Regions from separate parts of the Mus musculus genome. Here all the other regions are linked to region 2. Evidence: chromatin contacts called from public Hi-C and promoter capture Hi-C data. All regions are on one chromosome and are shown on one strand. Each heading gives the region's core, a stretch centred on a gene start, on an enhancer-like site or on the middle of the called end of the contact. The rest is flanking DNA. Distances are from core to core; before and after follow the strand shown.

Region 1 (2,700 bases), core at 31-2,530, 240 kb after region 2:
GCAGCCATGGTTAGCAGAGAGTGACGTCCCACGCCTTGCCCCTAGCAAGCATGAGGTGCTTTTGGAAAAACAATTAGATCAGTGTCTCCCTGATGCTGAGACCCCTACAGACTGGCTGGAGGATGGTGACAGTGTGATGCGGTCACAGAAGAAACACTACCGTAGAAACCTTTAGCACTGAGGGACTTTATTCAGAGGTTTTTTCCTAATGAAATAAAGACCATGTGTTTGTTTAGAAACTCTGGAAATTTCAAGTATATGTAAAAAGTTTACTTCTTAGAAAAACATTAAATATTGTTCTATATAAAAAACCTATGTATACAAATGTCTACTTCTAGATACCTATAGATAGATTATGAACATAATAAAGTAGGTATACATAAGTCTGCATCTAACTGTTTTCACTGAATGAAGATCTCCCCATGTTCCTAACATTTGGGAACTTGAGTTTCGGCCCCAGCAGAGCCTATGAGGGAGCGCACTCATCACGAGCAAAAAGCCTTGCCCGTGGCGTCTAGGTTGTCCCCATACACACATATGCACATATTTTAGAATCTGGCAGGAATGCCACCCAGAAAGGCACACAGTCACCTTTCCTGTGCAAAGGGAAAGGAAACACTAAAAGTGAACGTGGAAAAGCACATCTGGAAGTAAGCACTGAAGACAGATCCTGCAGCCCAGGCCAGAATGCTGGCACGAGGGAGCTCAAGTTGGAGGCCAGCCTGAACTCTTACTACGAAATGTTCACTTACATGCCAGAAGTTTCACATTACTGTGTTTTATATTTTTTGAGATGGGGGTCTCAACTCTCGCCATAGCTCAGGCTAGTTAGAACTTGCTACATACCCCGGGCTGGCCTGTTAGCAGTGCCGGGTGACAGCTGTGGGCCGCATCACTTGGCTCTGGATGCTTTCTGTTTTAATTTGCATCTTTGGGCCTGGATTTCTTGGACTATGCTTAGCTTGAAGGTTTACATGGGAAGATGGGAACATCCAAGACTCCACAGCTTACAGACACACGGTTCTAATTGAGGTTTTCTATTTCTGTACTCTAGAAATCATACTTTATATATCTGGTTTATCCAGAAGTTTATTTAAATTACAAGATTTTTTTTTAAATTTATTTTGTAACAAAGAAGGCAAAAGCAAGCCAAGAATGTGTCCTGGAACATTTCCCTCGGAATTTATTCGTTAAATGTAGTCCAATCACCAAGTGGGTGCTCACAGTCACATGTATCTGAAGCTAACAATGAGGGCAGTCATGGGATGAGGTCTGACCTTCAGAATAATTGCAGGCCTGTGACAGAGCTTGGCACTGAGACAGCATTGCGAGCCGCGACACCGTGACTCCCATCACACTCCCTTCTTTGCTTGTTTTATACTAGAAAAATAAAATAAAAATAAAACTGTAAGAAGCATAATAAGATGGGTTATTATCAACAATAGAATTCAGAACCCAAACCTAAACCCTGACAAACCATCACAATGGGCTTAATTTTACAGGCTGAATAGGAACATTTAAGGCTTTGCACTCGGACCTCAAACTCTGGTCAAATAAAGCCAAGACTGGAGAACACTGAAGCAAGTATCAAAGACCTCAAAGTTCAGTCACTCATCAACGTGACGAGACACGAGCTGTGTGGACAGAAGCATAACACCAAATACAGCCACTCTGCAGTATCTGTGGGGGTCAGTCCCAGACGCGACTCATGCTCCCCTTCTTACACAGAATGATGGCGTGTTTGTCTGCATCTTTAGATTGCCTATGAAACCTACCGCTCTGCTGATGTCATGTGAACACTGCTAGGCTGCACTGAGCTCAAGCCTTGAATGATTCGGAATGCTAGCTCCATGGTGAAGATAGCTCTGCAAAGCTAGTGTGTAAGATGTGGGCCCCGAGGCTAGGGCTGTAGCTCAGTGGTGAATACCTGCCTAGCTGCTTAAGACACTGGGTTGGATCCCTTAGGACCACAGAAATTCTAAAGCCAGAAAGACCTGGCACCTCAGGCCCTATGCTTGCCTACAACAGTCCCACTTTGTTTTTATCCTCAGTGTTCCTTCCAAGTTGTTTTTATCAAGCTCATCAGCCTTTCTGACGTCAGATCCAGAAGGTAATTTACCCACCGACACCCTTAGCTCTTGTGTCTCCTGGTCTCTCCCTGTCAGTGCTCTGGCTATCTCTCAGTTATTTTTCTCCTTCTCTGAGACAAGGTCTCAGCATGGAGCCCAGGTTTGTCTGCGACTTGTGCCTCAGAGTCTCATCTTACCCAGAATCATCTCTGACATAGCCTTAGATGCTGGCACTCCTGAAGATTTCCACCTCCTTCCTACCTTCCTGCCATTGGGGTGTTGCACCCCTTGCTAACTAACACCTGCCCCAGGCATCCTGCTGGTGGGCCTCTAGCCACAGGGCAGCATGCTGCCAACATTCTATCCATCCCAGCACCTATGAGAACTCTCTGTATTTCCTTCCTTCCTGTTTTAGACAGGGCCTTACTATGTAGCCCTGGCTGTCCTGGAATTCATTCTGTAGTCCAGCTGGCCTTGAATTCATAGAGATCCACCTGCCTTTGCTTCCTGAGCAAGGACTACAGGCATGCACCGCATGATGCCCGAGTCTGTCTGTATCTTCTCTTTAACTGAAGGACTCAGCCATTTATCTAGGTGCCAAACCAGGAATGTGAGTGTTTCTTGCCCTCTC
Region 2 (2,700 bases), core at 18-2,517:
CCTGCACACCCATGTGCTCAGAGACAACCTGCCCCCTCTTCCCGGCACCCGTGTGCTCGGAGACAACCCACTCCCACATCCTCACAGCAGGCAGCATCGCTGACTTCCAGATGGGCAGAGAAGAGCAGCGTGGGGTAGACCTGGACTGTAGTTGCTGGGCCTGTGTCGGCAGCTACAGTGATGCAGATAACGGCAGCCAGACCTTCCCTAGCTCCTTACCTCAGAACACTGTGTTCTCTGCACATCTTCACTGTACTTTTTAAAGTGTAATGTAACATATTCAGAAAATACAGGACTGTATTTTCCTCTGAGCCCCATATTAGTTATCTTTGTGTAATTGTAACCAAAATACTGTGGAAAATAACAGGAGGAGGGAAGGTCTGTTTAGCTAGGGTTTCGGAGGGCTTGGTCTGGCCTGTAGTTCCTTGGGCAGATGTGTGTGGGAGACTCTACCTCAGTGCAGACAGGAAGCAGGGCATGGCTTGCCCCCATTGACCTACATCTAGGTAGGCTACATCTGTCAGTGTTTCCACCACCTCTCCAGATAGTAAAGGCAGATAGGGCCCGAGTCCGGTTATGAGCCTGTGGCAGGCAGTTTATACTCAGACCACATCAGCCCTTCATTCCATTTCACTGATGATGCTGAGGTCAAACTCAGGGCCGTGCGCATTCTGTTGAGTACTTGCCGACTCCATATTCTCCATATTCCGGGCAGTTGTTACAGAAGGTGGGGACTAGTAAAGGCTGCCAGTGTCTGCCTAGGACTGTTCTCCCACTTCGTGCTGCAGTGAAGGCTAATGGTGTTGTGTTGCTGTATAGTACATTACAGTGAAGCCCAGCCAGAGCCAAGTACTCAGGGGCATGTTCGTGCCGTCCTGTCCAGGGTGCCGCACCCCTCAGGTGGAGCAGGCGGTGGGCATCGTGGGAGCTGTGATCATGCCGCACAACATGTACCTGCATTCTGCCTTAGTCAAGGTGAGCCACGCCCCTCGGCATCTACTGTTAGAGCTCTGAAGGAGCAGTCCTTCTCAGGCTGGCTGGCCAGTGTTTACCACCAAATTGACCAGGAAATGTGACCCACAAAAGGCTGGGCTAGTGTTCTTCAGGGAAGGCCTGGAAGTCTTGAGGTGGGGAGGAGGCTTGCCCAGCAAGGCAGGCAGGTGCTCCTTTGCTGAGCCTTGGAGGTTAGTCCAATAGCCATGGCTGAGGTTAGTCTGTGGTCCTTCCACAGTCTCTGGGCGCTCAGGAGTCACATGGTCACTGGCTCCCCCATTTGGGAGTTGTGCAATGTTTTCAAAGGTCAAGGAGTCCCCGTGACTCGGAGCTAAGGCCTCTTTTTCGTCTCGTCGGTTGTCTGATCAGACTTTCAGCTGACTGCAGACTTCTGAGTTGTTAGAGACTTTGTGCCTCTGGTGGAAATGACCACCGCTGCTCTCTCTCTAGTCTAGACAGGTGAATCGGGCCAATAAGCAGGAAGTGCGGGAAGCCAATAAGTACTTCTTCATCGAGTCCTGCATCGCGCTCTTTGTTTCCTTCATCATCAATGTCTTTGTCGTGTCCGTCTTTGCTGAAGCATTTTTTGAGAAAACCAACAAGCAGGTGGTGAGTGCCAGGGTCGTGGGTGGGAGGTGAGTGCCATGGTGAACTGCATGCTGGGGTGGGGCAGACAAGAGCAATGGCCTGGAACCCAAAGGAATCTGTCTGAAGCCTAGGTGTCACCCACTTATTTGTTACAGTGCAGCCAGTCTGTGGTGGGGGCTGTGGACGCCTGTTGGGGGCTGGGAGGAGCTGGCCTTGGACTCACACTTGCCTCCCGCTTTCATCCTGGCATTTCTGTTCCTTCCTGTTAACTTCTGCCAGCCTGTCTGCTCCTCCTAATGGTTGAGCTGAGGCCAGGTTACAGGGAGTCCTCAAAACAGAAGCACAGGCTATGCAGGACAAGACTCGGGTCATTTAGAATTCTGTGTCCTCTTAATTCCTGCTGCCTACGTATTTTGTTAGTTTGGTTTTTCTTTGAGTTTTTTGTTTGGGGTTGAATCCAGGACCCTGTGCACGCATGTACGGTGGTGCTAAAGCTGGCGTTCCACCTCCGCCTCGCCCAGTCCTACCTAGTCTTACCTACCACTCTTTATTCTACAAGACCTTTGACCCCTGCTTGTGTCTGACTCCTGACATCTCTTACGTTTGAAGCCTTCTTGATGCTTTGGGATAGTAAAGCCTCGGGAAGGGTTGCAGGCGGCTGTGCAGTCGGCAGTGCACCGGCAGTGCACCGGCTGTGCCTGCGTCGTGGCCCTCCTGGGGTGTGACCTCCAGCTTGTCTCACAAGACAGATAAGGGACCTCTTATCTGGTTCTTATTTCTGAAATATAAATTGTTCTTAAACTGCTTCGGGTTTTAGGTTGAAGTCTGCAAAAATAACAGCAGCCCCCATGCTGACCTCTTTCCCAGTGACAACTCTACTCTGGCTGTGGACATCTACAAAGGGGTAAGCGTGCTGTTTGCACTCTCTACTTTGGGGGAGATGGTAGCATAATCTCTGGCCTCGGAGTTCATTTCAGATCTGAGCATAGCTCCTGAGTATTTTATTTTGGGGGCCCATATGCCAGGAACATATTTGGGGTTCTGTGAGGGCCGAGTTGGGGGTGGTAGCTGGTAGAAGTGGGCTGAAAGGCTGCACAGTGGGGACACTGAAGTTGTGCA
Region 3 (2,712 bases), core at 72-2,571, 200 kb before region 2:
GTTTGCTGCCTCTCCAGCAGCCGGTCCTACAGGTGGGACGGTGCCCGGCTCAGGCTACCTCTGTTTGTAAAACTAAACTGTATCGTTTGCCTAGACCGCAAATGGATGGACGCGCTGGGATAAAACCCCAAGCTTTCTGGTTCTTGACCCTTTAGTTAGTCTCACCCGCAGTGCCTCCTCCATGGCCCCAGGAAAACAGCGGACAGCCCAGCTCTGCGGCACCAGTAGCCAGCATGATGCAGGCAGCCTGGAGTGTACCTGTTGGTCAAACCCAGCCGATGCTGCTCCCCTCTCCTCCTGAGTGTGTGCTTCCACTGGAGACGTTTAAGGGACTGTCTGGCAAGGGCTCTACAGTTCATCATTTCTCCTATTGCTGCTTCTGCACGGCCTACCGAGATCATCCTAGACCACGGAAGCACGGGTGTGGGGTGAGGGCGAAGAGGGAAACACTGTTGGGAATCCACTTGGCTGCGTTGATAACGCTCTTCTCTGGTGACTCCCTTCATTCTTTCTCGCTCTCCTGGTCTTCCTTCTTTTGTCCATTATGTCCCAAACCTTCGTTCCCCTGGCCCCTAATCGGCCTCTGAGTCTCCCTCTACCTTCAAAAGTCAGTAGATATAACAAACCCTCCCCACCATCACGGTCCCCAAAACAGTGGCTTGTTTTTCTCCATCGCGTCAAACTTTGCCTTTCTTTTCACACCTTCGTGTGCTGCTTGACTAGCCCGCAGGCTGCAGGTGGGACCCCGCCCCTCCTGAAGGTGGGAAAGCGAGCTAGCTCAGCAGAGCGTCCGGGACCCTGGTCCCTCTGGGATGTGCACAGCTGCTCCGGAGACCCTGAGCCTTAGTGACGTCCGAGTTCCCTCTCCTTTACGGCCTAGAGGACAGACGTGAACTTGAGGTTGGCCGTTGAGAAGGGCAGTTGACCACCAGAGAGTCACGGTTGTCACTGCTCAATCCTCGGCTGAAGGGAAGGCGACACGGGGTCCCCTATCGAGACTCCAGTCCTGCTCTCCAAGGGGGCTGAGTCAAGCGGCCCCACAGGCCCTGGGTCCCAGTCCCCGCGAGGCCTGGGGTTCCTACCCACCCCCACGCGCAGCTCGCAGCTTCCCAGACCCCCCCTCCTTTTCCTGACCGCCGCCCCCGGCGGCTGGCGCGGGAGGTGCAGCATGCGGCAAAGCGCTTTGCATAAATTATGCTCATGACGCAGCAGCTAAAAAAATCCAAGTAGCAGAAGGAGGGAAAGGGGGGGAGGGAGGAGGGGGCGAGGAGGGGACTGCACCTGGCCGCCCCCGCCCCCGGCGTCCCGGCCCGTGCGTGGCCCGCAACCCACCGCCGCTCCGCTCTGCCAGCCCCGGCGGGGGGCTCAGGGGGCGGCGGGTCCCGAGTGGCTCCGGGCCGAGCGAGCCGGGCCGAGCCGCTCCGGCTTCTTTGTCTGCGGGCGGCCGCCCCGGCCGCGGCCCCCTGGCCCGGGCTGGGGGATGAGTGTCTAGCCGGTGGCCGCTGGGCAGCCGGGGAGCGGGAGGCTGGGCTTCGGGCTCCGGTGAGTAGCGGGGTCCGGGGCGGGGAGGGCTTTGCACGGAGGGGGAGGGGGCCGGGCAGGGGAGGTTTCGAATTTGGTTAATATGCAATGCCCGTAATTAGCATAATTTATATATTTATGATAAAGAGAGAAAAAGGCGCGGGGCCGGGGCGGCGGGCTGCGGCCCCGGAGGCTGGAGCTCTGGGAGTCGAGGGCCGCGCTCTGCCCACCTGGGGCCGCAGACCCCGGGCCGCACCCTGGTCTCCGGTCCCCGCGGACACTCGAGGAGGGGCGGCCGCTTGGGTGGACGCCCTGCCCTGGTGGGGGGCGGGGTGTCGGGGAGAGGCACGTAGAGTCCTGGATCCCGGGACGCTTGGGTTCCCTGGCGACCTGTCACCGCTACTCCGGAGAAAGGGCTGGTGGGACTCTGGGGGGCAGAGACCTCGCTGTCACTGGAAGGATGGGGGAATGGTGGGAGGGTCACCGTCGATCAGAGCGTGAGCACTTCATAAATATTTAATGACAGTATTAGTATTAATAATGTCATAAAACGGGCCCACTATCTCCTCCCGGGACATTTGCACCTGGCAAGGCTGAGGGATCTCCAGAGTGGCTTCTAAGCCACTTCAGCGCTAAGATCGCCTCCTCGGGCTTGGGTGGGAAGCCTGAAACCTTTACAGAGTAGTCGCTGCAGCTGGGCAGGAGAAAATGAAAGCCTGCTCAAAAGCTTCCCTAGGCCAAAGACAGGAAGCTCCTAGCAGACACAGAGACTGTAGCCTGTTGGCTCCCTGGCATTCCTTGCTCACAAAATAGAAGGCGGGGCCCCCAGTTCCATGCATATATACCCGTCGCTTTGGTAATCTACGACAGTCAACACTGCAAACCGGCATGCTGGGCGTGTATTCCGTTTTGATTGAAGTTTGTGAGCAGGATATTTCTGTGACTCGGGGGCCTCTTTACATATGTAAAGCAGAATCACATTCATTCCTTCTATGGTACTTCAATAAAAAAAAATCAGTGTGCGAGAGCCGCACTCAGACAAAGCCCCACCTGTCCTGGAAGGAGCAAGACAAACAAACTCGGAAAAAAACAAAAAAAAAAAAATCAGATCAGGTAAAGCCAGAGAGAGAGAAACAGAGAAGACACGCTGGTTTCTGTTTCTTCCTAGAGGCACTAACTATTTGGCAACTA

Evidence for each region. A called contact is a pair of places that touch in the nucleus more often than the background predicts. Capture Hi-C pulls out chosen DNA fragments and counts their contacts.
Region 1: a contact with region 2 is called in a promoter capture Hi-C map of adipose tissue. The contact joins two enhancer-like sites. A contact is called at or near these places in 1 of 115 datasets of contacts at active chromatin or transcription factors (extraembryonic endoderm stem cells) and 3 of 9 other capture datasets (adipose tissue, embryonic stem cells and liver).
Region 3: a contact with region 2 is called in a Hi-C map of liver, with 1.9 times the contacts expected there. The contact joins the promoter of Pou6f1 here to the enhancer-like site in region 2. A contact is called at or near these places in 4 of 484 Hi-C or Micro-C datasets (Th1 cells, liver, memory CD8 T cells and 1 more), 8 of 115 datasets of contacts at active chromatin or transcription factors (bone marrow-derived macrophages, embryonic stem cells, extraembryonic endoderm stem cells and 3 more) and 3 of 9 other capture datasets (adipose tissue, embryonic stem cells and pancreatic islet).

What each region holds. Positions count from the first base shown.
Region 1 is chr15:100,166,536-100,169,235 of GRCm38.p6, reverse strand. Dip2b (disco interacting protein 2 homolog B) reads right to left here. Exons shown (of 38, transcript NM_001159361.2): 13 at 1,278-1,380. Among named protein-coding and RNA genes, the nearest start is that of Atf1, 60 kb to the left of the region's middle. Within about 2 kb of position 1,280, at least 76 of the 459 cell types and tissues checked have an H3K27ac peak or open chromatin away from gene starts, as enhancers often do. A contact at or near this core is called in adipose tissue, where this site is marked.
Region 2 is chr15:100,402,083-100,404,782 of GRCm38.p6, reverse strand. Slc11a2 (solute carrier family 11 (proton-coupled divalent metal ion transporters), member 2) reads left to right here. Exons shown (of 17, transcript NM_008732.2): 9 at 820-975; 10 at 1,444-1,602; 11 at 2,399-2,485. Among named protein-coding and RNA genes, the nearest start is that of Slc11a2, 20 kb to the left of the region's middle. Within about 2 kb of position 1,267, at least 30 of the 459 cell types and tissues checked have an H3K27ac peak or open chromatin away from gene starts, as enhancers often do. A contact at or near this core is called in adipose tissue, bone marrow-derived macrophages and liver, where this site is marked.
Region 3 is chr15:100,598,593-100,601,304 of GRCm38.p6, reverse strand. It overlaps Pou6f1 (POU domain, class 6, transcription factor 1), which reads left to right and starts at 1,321. Exons shown (of 11, transcript NM_001304965.1): 1 at 1,321-1,542.